Linked DNA regions of Mus musculus: region 1 is linked to region 2. A link is a contact called in public HiChIP or PLAC-seq data. All regions are on one chromosome and are shown on one strand. The core of a region is the stretch at or near the end of the contact, and the rest is flanking DNA. Distances in the headings are between cores, read along the strand shown. Region 1 has its middle 44 kb from the start of Dpt. Region 2 has its middle 42 kb from the start of Gm26685.

The links. HiChIP or PLAC-seq counts read pairs in DNA pulled down with a chosen protein or histone mark.
Region 1: a contact with region 2 is called in an H3K27ac HiChIP or PLAC-seq map of SST interneurons, with 2.8 times the contacts expected there. The contact joins two enhancer-like sites. A contact is called at or near these places in 1 of 15 datasets of contacts at CTCF or cohesin (pro-B cells) and 1 of 115 datasets of contacts at active chromatin or transcription factors (SST interneurons).

Annotation. Positions count from the first base shown.
Region 1 is chr1:164,749,948-164,756,121 of GRCm38.p6, forward strand. No RefSeq gene overlaps it. Among named protein-coding and RNA genes, the nearest start is that of Dpt, 44 kb to the right of the region's middle. Within about 2 kb of position 3,989, at least 12 of the 459 cell types and tissues checked have an H3K27ac peak or open chromatin away from gene starts, as enhancers often do. A contact at or near this core is called in SST interneurons, where this site is marked.
Region 2 is chr1:164,541,966-164,547,829 of GRCm38.p6, forward strand. No RefSeq gene overlaps it. Among named protein-coding and RNA genes, the nearest start is that of Gm26685, 42 kb to the left of the region's middle. Within about 2 kb of position 1,391, at least 34 of the 459 cell types and tissues checked have an H3K27ac peak or open chromatin away from gene starts, as enhancers often do. A contact at or near this core is called in SST interneurons, where this site is marked.

The DNA of each region.
Region 1 (6,174 bases), core at 2,739-5,238, 210 kb after region 2:
GCAGAGTAATAAAGAAGACAAGAGAGGTCTAATCCCTGCAAACTGGAAACTATACAAACATTCCTAACAGAACTCAAAGAAGATCTAGTAAGATAAGCTATTTTAATGGATTCGGGAATTGTCATGGCTTGGGTATTTGCATCCCTGAAAAGGCTTTGTGTGGCTTGATTGTAAGTTTCTGGATTTCTGGGGTGTGACTGGATTGTAGGAGCTCTAGCTTCATCAGTGGATACATTAGTTGGTTCATAATTTGATGCATTGTTGGAAGATGGTAGAAACCAGGGAAGTAGGTCACTACGGGCATGTCTCTGAAGGGCACATCTTGTTCCTGCCTCTTTCTCTCAACCTCTCTGCCTTATGTCCTCCACAAGTTCATGGCTCTGATTTGCCATGAACTCCCTACCTTATTCTTCCCCACTCTTACACAGGACCAGTGAGATAAGTAGTGATGGATTGAAGACCCTGAAACTAATCCGGAGGAAAGCCTTCCTAAACTGGTACAGGTGTTTTTGTCATCATGATGAAAAATGGCCAACTCCGAGGATTCATTCTTAGATGCCCACTTCCCTACCCACATGTGAGCACACCTAAATAAAAACATGGAGACAGTGTCAGACAGACAATGATGCACCGGGCCTCCCTTATGTAGTCGGTAATTATATATAGTACCCTAGGCACGTAGGACAAAGCTTAGCAGTTTCTTTCAAAACTAAACCCATACTTACAGCTCAGGAAATACAGTCCTTCTCATTCATTCCAGAAACAGGAGAACTTACATATGAAGAAAAATCCATGTGTACAATTGTTGGCCGGTTTATATGTGATAACCCAAATATTGGAGCAATCAAATACCTTTTTGTAGGTGAACAGATGGATGATGAATGTGGCATATTCAAACTGTAGAAGGGTGATCCCAATGGAATATATATATATATATATATACCCTCAAATTTCAGTTTTGGGGTTGTGCATTCTGTGGGTTTGGATAAATATCTATTGACAGCATCTCTAAAATCTTCTATGTTCTATCAATGACTCCTCTTTTCCCTAGGTCCTAGCAACCACTGAACTTTTTACTCTCTATATGTTCACCTTTCCCCAGAATGTTATGATAGTTCGGAATATGTTACATTTTTGATTACCTTCTGTCATGCTTATGTGAAATGTTTATGAAGTTCTGACTTTTTGTGGCATGAAGATTCTTTTTGTTTGGGGCTAGATTATATTCTACCATCTGGGTGTATTGAACTTATTATCCCTTCACCTATGGGACACCAGGTTTCTTCTCAGTCTTGTCATTTCTGAATAATGCTACTTTATCTGTATTCAGGTTTTATATGGCCACACATATTGAACTTACTTAAGTGAGGTCTAAGGAGTGTGATTGTTCTTATAGAGACTTATAAAGTGACTGTACCACTTTATACTTCCACAAGCAATGAACTTGAATCCTGTTGTGTCTCCTCATCATTTGGTGTGGCCAGTTGTTGTTGTTTTTAATCCTAAACACTTTAATTGGTATGAGGTAGTAACTCATTGTAGTTTTAGATCGTGTTTCTATGTCAACATATAGAGAGAGACGATGAGTCAATGAACAGTTTTCAGAGGGAAGGGATGACTGAGGATGGTGGACAGGATGCGTATAAAAGCAGTTGCGTTAGAGGCATTTTTGGAATGATGAACAGTTTGTACTATGTTTGTGGGGATGGTTAGGCAATTCTACATGTGTTGCAAAGATATAAAACTGCACACACAGCGAGGAGATGTTGACACATGCCTTTAATCCCAGCACTTGCAAGGCAAAGGCAAGTAGATCTCTGTGAGTTCAAGGCCACCTTGGTCTACAGAGTGAGATCCAGGAGTTCCAGAGCTAAAACAGAGAAACCTTGTTTTAAAAAAATAAAACAAACAAAACAAACAAACAAAACAAACAAACAAACAAACAAACACAAAACACCAAACAGAAAAACTCAAAAAACAAACACACACACACACATGATGCATGGTTTTATTGGTTCATAATGTGTTAACTCTATTATGAAAATGTTGGGGTAAATAAGTTGAAGGCTCTGTGAATCTATATCACTTTTGCAACTTCCCCTAAATCTATAGTTATTTCAAATAAAAAGGTTTTAAAATGTCAATTGCCCCCCAAATGATGAAGAGATTCCAGAGAGTATTATACAAGGCCCAGAAGGTGTTTTTACAGGAACTAGAATGCTGACTTAGAACTTTAGGTCAAATTCAAAAGAACTAAAGTCATCAATGAGCCCATGCAGAAGATGGAAGAAGTTGGAACATTTAAGCTATCTCACTTACCGTAAATCTACAGTAATACCAAGATGTAGACTGTTGATAAACAGATCAATAAAACGATTCAGAATAAAGCTCACATGTGTATGGTCAGTTTGCTTTTTAGATAAAAATGAAGAGATAATTCAGTGGAGGGAAGAGAGCAGCCATTCCACCAACTGTGCTGCACAATCAGCCACGTACAAGGAAATGAAGTAGAATTGTATCTCAGGAGGACACATGCTTAACAAGAGCAAGGCTTTGCTTCTTACACACACACACACACACACACACACACACACACACACACACACACGCATGCACACCATGTAAACATCCCACACACAGTATGCATGTGCACATTAGTACATGAAACACTTTGCAATCTTTGCAAACTTTCTAGTTTGGGGTTTAGCACCTCTACTGTGCTAATTAATTAATTCATCTAAGAAACTTTGACAAAATGATCACTCTTCTTAACTATTTAATTTTTATTCCTTGACAATTTCACACACATATACAGGGAATTTTGATGTTTTCACCCCCATTTCTTTCTCTCATTCCCCTTCTGTGTTAATTTGAATAAAGTGTTGCACACAAGTCTCAGGGATTTAAATTCTTCATCCCCAGCTAGTGGCTGTTTGGGGAAGATTAGGAGATATGGTATTGCTGGAGGAAGTATGTGACCAGGGGAGAACTAACAGTTTCAAAAGACTCTAGTTCATCAGCTTTCTTTGCTGTCTGTTTATGGATCAGGCTGTGAGCTCTCGGCTTCTGCTCCAGGGCCATACCTGCTTGCCTGCTGCTATGATGTCTGCAATGATGGTCATGGACTCTGAACTGGCTAGAACTGTCAGCCCCAAATACGTCTTTTCTTCTCTAAGTTGTCTTGGTCATGTTGTTTTATCACAGCGATAGCAAAGTACCTAATATATACACTCCTGCTGCTGAAACATTTATTTTATTCCCAAGAAGTCGGCATCCTAAATCTATGCCATTGAGTGTGAGAGCCACTGAGTTTAACTAGGATTGCTTCCAGGAGCCCAAGGTTATTTCCTGGAGCATGAACAGCTTATCTGTGGCTACACTACTGAAGAAAATGATAGTCACCAGCCTTCATTAACTGTCGGTAGTCCCCCGAGGGAGGGAGGGGCCTCATAAGCCCCTCCCTTATCCATGATGGATGGTTCACCAGGCCAATCTTATTCAGATCTTGTGGAGGAAAACACATCTGCCCTGAGTTCATGAAGGCAAAGGCCATGTCAAGTCCAGAAGGCACCTACTGCAGTGCACCCTTCCCATCCTCTGGCTCTGATGGACAGATAATACCGCACTTAAGGCTGAGCATGCCCCTGTCAATCATTTGTAGTGTTCTGACCCGTTATGAGTCTGTATATTAAAATGTTTACCCTTTAATATAAAGTTGCCATAGAGTTGGAGATCAGAAAGACCTCATTTGCAATTCTGGCTTTGCCACAGGCTGACAGTCTTCAGGTAGGCTGCTTAACTCCTTGAAGAGCTCTGACAACCTGTACATGCATTTGTGATACATTTGCTTGTCTAAAGCTGATAGTTGAGTGACATCATATTTTTTGTGTGTGCCACTCTCTTGCCAGGAACACATTAGAGTCAATCAGCATCCAATTGTTACACTTCTGCCTGCCTTGGCTCTAAGAGCAGCATCTGCCTTCACAGTCTGCCTTCCTTCTTCCATGGGGGTTGGTTGGTTTCAGAATGGGATGAGTCAGCATAGTTCCGCACCTCACACAGAGAACTCACTCATTTTCCTTAAACCCCTCAATCCTTTCCAAGCCCATGAGCATCCCTTGGCAGCTCCACACACCACACGCCCATCTGAGAACACTCACCAGGTAAAAGCGAGGCACTTCGGCTCACTCTGAACTTTTCAATACACTGTCAGGGACTAACTCCATGGTGAATACCTCTGAATGCATTGATTTCTTTAGAGCAATTTGATCCCCACAATCCAGAGCTGACTTCCCTGAGGCCAATCAATACATCAATGGAAATATAAATAAATCAAAATAAAACTCTACACCTCTAGAACTCATGTGGACATCATAATATGACTACTATCTAAGACACTCTTTTTAGTCTCACTTCTTTTGTGTGTAGGTTTTCTCCAAAATCAGTAGTCTGTGAGGACAAGAATACTTCTGAAACATATAAATGGCTTAAAACCATCCACAGTTTTTATTTGATGCATTGGTTTTGATGACATAAACAATGTCACACACAGTCATGCTTCTTTTTATTAGATATTTTCTTTATTTACATTTCAAATGCTATCCTGAAAGTCCCATATACCCTCCCCCAGCCCTGCTCCCCAACCCACCCACTCCTGCTTTCTGGCCCTGGCATTCCCCTGTACTGGGGCATATAATCTTTGCAAGACCAAGGGCCTCTCCTCCCATTGATGGCTGACTAGGCCATCCTCTGCTACATATGCAACTAGAGACACAGTTCTGGGAGGTACTGGTTAGTTCATATTGTTGTTCCTCCTATAGTGTTGCAGACCCCTTTAGCTCCTTGGGTAATTTCTCTAGCTCCTTCATTAGGGGCCCTGTGTGCCATACAATAGATGACTGTGAGCATCCACTTCTGTATTTGCCAGGCACTGGCATAGCCTCACAAAAGATAGCTATATCAGGGTCCTGTCAGCAAAATCTTGCTGGCATATGCAATAGTGTCTGGGTTTGGTGGTTGTTTATGGGATGGATCCCCTTACTCATCTCTCACCACCTCAGACACCTCAGAGTTCTTAGCTCAGGTATTTTCTCTTTCTCAGGGATTCCTTTCCTTCTTTTGACTCGACTCATCTGGAAGGTGGAGCCACAGTTGAAGCTACATGTCCTCCATGAAACTTAGAGTTCATGGTATCTGTTTACATTCTCAGCTTCCCATGGCCTTCAGCTGTGGGGCTGGGATTTTAGAAATCCATATTAATCTCTAGCTGTGGGAAGTTGAACAAGGTATTTGCTCTTCTCATCCTATATCATCTGTAACTTCAAAATGAAGACACTAGCAGGACACTCAGGACCATTGTGAGGACTGAACGAGGCAATGCACATGGAAGTTCTTTGCAAATTGAGCCAGGGTAAACAAATAAAATGGTTACTTATGCCTCAAATAGCCCTCATCCCAGATTGCCTTTCTTGTGTGTGGATATGGCTCCTGATTCCTTTTGAGAAATGCTGTGAAGGTCGAGCTGTTTTATCCATCTTTACAACCCCTAACATGCTTTACACATGCAGGCATACATTAGGACATGGAACGGAGAGTATTTAGTATGGGGTGGAGCCGATCTTCTCTTCATTCAGCGAAGCAAATTATCCATCGCTGCATCATTTCTCTATTTAGCCAGCAATCAATACACACATTTGCCCTTACAATGTTTTACTAGAAGATTGCTTTCATGGGGAAGAGGGTGAGTTAGGCCCCCCCCCCCCCGCCACTGTACCCCAATGGGTACCACATGTTCAAAGCCTGCAGAGCAAGTCACCAGCACAATTCATCAAATGATTATAGGAATTCAGGAAACAGCAAGTCCTCATTAAACCAAAATAACAATCCGCAGCAGATGCATGCTCTATTTTCAAACTATGCCCTTGTGTTCTATTACCCCAGAGTTGTGGAGTCAAAGCTTGTAACAGAGTAACTGAGCTGGAAGCCAAAATAGGATGATTGTGCAGCTCTTGTGGAGAAGTCTAAATCGGAATTGCAGATGTTTATAGCCAAAGTCAAGAACATCTTCCATCTGAGGAGGGAACACAGAACTCAACTATTGCTAATGTCATAACTTTAAAAAAGAAGAATAGTGTTGAGATTTTTACTGTGAACCCTTTTATGTAACCACTTCCA
Region 2 (5,864 bases), core at 141-2,640:
TCATTTTATGATGAGCACGTATCAGACTCTGAGCTAGAGACAACCAGTACTGCAGATACCAGACCCACTTCTGTCTTCATTAGCACCCTTCCCCATAGCAGGTGGGTGAAAGGGGAGGGAAATTGTAATTACATCATAGAATGACAAACACGCTGGTTGTGGGAGGTAGAGGAAGAGGAGGAGGAGGAGGAGGAGGAGGAGGAGGAGGAGGAGGATCAATCCAGATTGAGAAGGAGATGGGATCAGACAAGTTCTAGGTTTGGGCTGGAGCTTGAAAGGAAGAAGTCTGTCTGGTAAATGAGATGAAGAGGGCATTGGAGGGGAGATGTTCCAGCATCCTGCTTAGAGAGGAGATAAACAGAACCATGGCCATGCCAGAGCCCATGCCAGGGAGGACCACAGAAGAGGTAGCCTTTAGGGTGGAGACTGGCTGTCCTTATGGGGAGGGATATGGGCCAACATAGAGACCTCAGAATGGAACCCTGACTGAAGAAGGTGAAGTGCTGTCTGTTCCATGACTCCTATTCCTGGTTAACATACTCCCTTCTCCCCACATTGTTGTGGGGTGAGCAGAGGAGAGGTTTTGGGGTGATCCTGGCTGGTGGCACAGAAGCATATGTCATAAGGAACATTGGCTCTCCCTGTAGGATGTGTGCCATGCTAAGCAAAGCCTTGATGACAGGCCTATGGCCTCGTAAGAACAACCCGAGTCAGGAGTCAGCTAAGTGGTGGGAGAAAAGCATAAACTTGGCTCTTGAAAGAATTAAGATGGCAAGCTTTGGGTAATGCCTCTTGAGACTCTTGGTGCCACCGGAAGTTTGGAAAGCTGGGGTTGGGAGAGGGATGACCAGACAACAGTCGCCTATGCCCCTCCATCCCATAATGCTTCCTGTGGCTAATACTGAAGCCATGCATGACATACTGTAATCACTAGGAAGATAACAGTAAACAGTCCAAGCCCACTCGCTCCTAAGCTTATATCCTTATTCTCTCTGTGTGTGGTGTGTGCATGTGCCTCCAAGTGAGTGTGTGTGTGTAGTGTGTGTGTGATGGGTAGAGAAGAGCAGAGAGACAACAATATAAATGGGTGAAACCAAGTAGAAGACAGCTGCTAAGATGGTTACAAAGGTGATGGGTGTGGGGAGGGGCTGCTGAGGGAGAGGGAACAGGCCTGGCCTCACTTGAGGAGGTGACGTAAGAACAGAACACCAAACACTGGGGCTGTTTTTTCCCTCTTCAATTCCTTGTCCCCTCTGGACTTTGTCTCTATTTACTTGGCAGCATGGTTATTGTAGGGTAGGGTTTTATAAAATACAGGCAGTACCAAGTCATGTTCTTGGGCTCCTGTGTTCCCCATATAGCTTGCTTCACTAACGTTTGGTTTCCCTTATAGATGTGAGTGTAATTACGTCATTTACCGGGAAAAAGCAGGAGCTTAGATATTCTTGGAACTGAAAGCAAAAAACACTGGCCTATCTAAATCTGTTCAAACTGAGGTTCTTCAGGGAAGTATCAAGGGCCACAGACCTTTCCCAAAGCCTGTGTATGGAGAAAGGAAGCTGAAGGAGGAGGCGTCAATGTTTTCTTTAAGGGAGCTTTGAGTGTGCCTCTGTTCGGGGCTGGACTAGGAACTGAGAGTCGGAGTCAAGGTCATCTCTGCTGTGGGAGTAGAGAAGGAGAGGGAGTTGCAGGAAGGGAGTTTAAGGAGCCAGGCTCTTGCAACAGAGTCTTCTGGGATTACAGCAAGGCACTAGCAATAGTGGGTGCATGTGCCTCATGTTTCTGATGCCGACTTGTCTCTTCCCGTCTGAGCCCCAACAGCTGTTGCTTCTTTCTTTTCTCTCACACAGATGGATGCCTTACAGACTCCATCTAAACATTCTTGACATTTATTTTTTCCCCCCCGATCGATTTTGCTATTATTATTTTTGAATCCCAACTACATTGACCCTCTAATAGTGTGTGCATGTATGTATGTGTATGTGTGTGTGAAAGTGTGTGTGCATGCCTGGGTGTACATGTATATATGTCTATGTGAGTGTGTGTCTCTGTGTGTGTATGTCTGTGTATGTCTGTGTTTGTTAGTGTATGTATATGTCTCTCTGTGTATGACTATGTGTGTGTATGCATGAGTGTGTGTCTGTGTGTGTTTGTGAGTGGGTGTGTTTATGTCTGACTCTGTGGATATAACTGTGTGTATGTGTGAGTATGCTGAGAGAGTGTTTGTGTGCATGTGTGTGTGTCTGTGTATATATGCATGAATGTGTAAGTGTGGACATGTATCTATGTGTTGCATGTGAGTATATGTGAATATATATACGTGCGTGAGTGTGTGTATATGTGCACCTCTCTGTGTGTATGTGTGTGTGTGTATGTCTGCCTGTTGTATGTGTGTGTGTGTGTGTGTCTGTGTGTGTATGTTTGTATATGTATGTGTACTGTAGTACAAAGAATTAAACCCAGGGTCTCCTCCTATCTAGATGATCTTTTAGGAGGGAGCGCCCAAATACCCTATCAGTAGGGAAAGGGAACTCAGAATTATCCAAGTGATGGCCTCTATACATGAGATCTGGATGAAGCAGAAGCAGAGGAACCAATGTGGACCAAGGCTGGAAACAAGATAGAATCTCAGCTGTCCCAGGAAGAGCCAGTGGCTACAGACGTCCCGGATAGAGTGAGCGAAGCTACCACAGGCCCCTTTCACTCCAGATCATCTACTGTCGAAATCTCCCAACCTTTGATGCTACTTAAAGAGTAGGAAATATGGAAATGACCACATTTAAATATGACTACTGTTTTTATCTCAATTGACTGGATCAAGTTTTCTGCCAACAAGAAGAAAATTGGTGACTGAAATAGAAGTGGAGTTAGAGATGAATAAAAGAACTCACATTTTTATTTTTGCACATTTGAATCGTGTAGTTTGCAAATGAAGCGTTTTTTCTAGCCACTGTACTACTGTCAATGAGATGAAGAGATGCGGAGTTCTCTGGGAGCGAGTCCAGATGAAAATCCATTATCAGCTCTTGTGTTCTGTGACCCTAGAAAATGTGCTCAATGCTCCTGCAAAGAAAAGTTCCTTAGCTGGGGGCTAGAGATATATAGTTCAGTGTTAGAAGGCTTGCTTAATATTCCTGAGGCTCCTGAACTAAAACACACACACACACACACGCGCACACGCACATGCACACGCACACAGTAAGGCAGGCAATCATGCATGTGCTCCTTGAGCTGGTCACACTAGTGCATACCTATAATCCCAGTACTCAGGAGTAGAAGCAAGAAGATTGCCAGTTCCGAGTCAGCTTGATCTACATAGCAAGTTCCTGGCCAGCCTTTGTTATATAGTGAAACCCTGTCTCCTAAAACAAAATGACAAAGTAAAACAAGGCAAGAAAACAATAAAAATAAAACCAAAACCCTGTGGTTCGGAGACCAAGGCCGGCAGGCTATTCTCTTATGTGCTTCTCTGCAAATATTTCTTCAGTCATCACCAAAACTCATCTCATTGAACCACATTCTCAGGTCCTGGGTACTAGGATTTCAACACACACATTTGCAGGGACACACTCCAGTCCATGCCAGGTAGTATAGGAAACCAGTTGGCCCATAAGAGGTCCCTTGATCATGTGAATTCTTTTCTCCATTTCCTTAGGTTGTAGTATGAGACTTAAGCTATCAAGGGTGCCTACTCTAGGTAGAGGAGTGGGGGAACCAGTGAACAGAGACTTCCTAGACAACGTAACCTTGTTGCCATTCTCAAACTGTTTGAACTTGGCACAAGCTACCAATTTCTGATCCACCTTCTGACAACAATCAGCTAACACAAGCATCAAAATTACAATGAATTAGCAGGCTCAAAGTATGCAGCAGATGGCTTGACTTCCATCAGGGGCTTCCTAATTGGCATTTAAGTTGGACAGAGACTATTAGGAAGTGCACTGTGCTGAACAGATGTGAGATATCAGGTCCTCTGCTCTCCCTGATTTCCAAAACTGACTTTGTGAATTGGAAATGCCTGCCTGTTACGAAAAGCCCAGCTTTGATTGTCCTCTTCACACTGTTTGCTAGTCACTAGTTCTCTGGACTTTGAAGTCTACCCTAGATGCCGTTAGTAGAGGAAGCTCTAGGTGTAGCTACTGATTTCCCAGGAAGAAGCTAGTGTGTGTGTGTGTGCACGTGTGTGTATGTTCTTGCTGTTATCCCTCCTAGAATTTGTGTGAAAATCAGTGAGAGAGCTGTGGAATCCCCCGTGGTCTTCTCTCTGGGTTCCTTCTATCTTCTAAAGTGACATAGAGGATTCTCTCTCTCTCTCTCTCTCTCTCTCTCTCTCTCTCTCTCTGACTAATGCTTCTCAGATCCAGCTCATTGTGGGAGCTTCCACACACAATGATCTTCTTGAAGGCAGAGCCAGATGTGGATTCCCCTGAAGGCTGAAAGTGCCTGTCTTCATGGCTGAGGAATGGATAGTGTAAATGCGTGTCTTCCTGGCTGAGAAATGTGTGGCTTAATCAGTATTTGCGAAATGGATACTGGACTGAGTATCTGGCTGAGCTACCTTTAGCAGTTATAGTGGTCAGTCTCCTAGACATTTGTACATCCCAAAAGTTCTCCATTTCCACAGAGACAGTACCTTAGAGAAGACTTACTTCAGCTTCCAGAACCCCATAGGAATGAGGAAGATTCCATGGAAAGAGCAGGCAGCAGGCAGATAGCAATCTGTGTGCTTGGACAAGGAAGTGGGAACAGAAGTTGTCCTCATTTGCATGGTGATCCTATTTCTTATTTAGTCCCCTTTGCCTTCTATTTGTGTTTTCTTTGTCCCTCGAGGTCTTACCCATCCAAATGTTCTTGTTCCTAAAGCCCCAAATGTGAACCAAATGGCTGCTTTGGATCCCTGGGGGACATCTTGATCATTTTATTATGATATTAGCCAACTCCTCCAAAGTTTGTTTAATGAAGGTGGCGTTTACATGTCAATATAGCATATCTGGGAAAATTAATGGTACTCATTACTATTTCCTGATATGTGGGATATATAGATAATATTGTGGGAACAGTGGTGGTACCTTGGAAAGAAAGAGATCTCATATCTTATATCGACAATTAGCAATAATAGCTCACAGGAAGGCATATTATAGCTTTTTGACAATGATGGAGAATATTAACCATTACCTAGCATTTGCTCTACCTATGTCTCTTAGCTACCTATGAGGCAAAGTGGATTGACATTCCAAATATGTAGATGAGGAAGTGGGATTCCAGAGGGTTAATAGTCCTAACCAGGACACCTATAGCCTACATTTCCTTCCTGAGGCCTGGGGGGATCATTGCAGAAGAGGGGGCAGAAAGGTTTTTTTAAGAGCTAGTGTCAGTGAAGTAGTTTCTAGGCACAGTGGGGCAACTGAACATATGAACTCCCAGCAGCTGTGACAGTCTGGCTCTGGAAGAGAATAGTGACTTTTTCAGGAATATATATGCATTGTGCCTCACCAGGATAGTTCCCCATTTTGGAGTCATTCAGATAAGGCTAAACACAATCTTAAAGGCTTTGTAGAAAAGAGCTATAAGTTAAACAGGCATCATGCCAGGTGACTGCTACATGTCTTCCGGTTCTAACACACCAGGAGAGAATGTTATCATCATGGCCAACAAGTGGGAATAAACCAAATATCTATCACTCAGAGAATCAGTCAACACAATGCAGGCTATTCATACAATGGGCTATTATTCTGAAACGAGGAAGGGAATACAGATCCTGACTCCCATTATAACAGGGGTAAACATTGAAAACTTCCTGCTTAGAGGAAGGAGCCAGAGCACATATATGTTGTTCGAGTCACAGAAAGTGTCTCCCTGGAGGC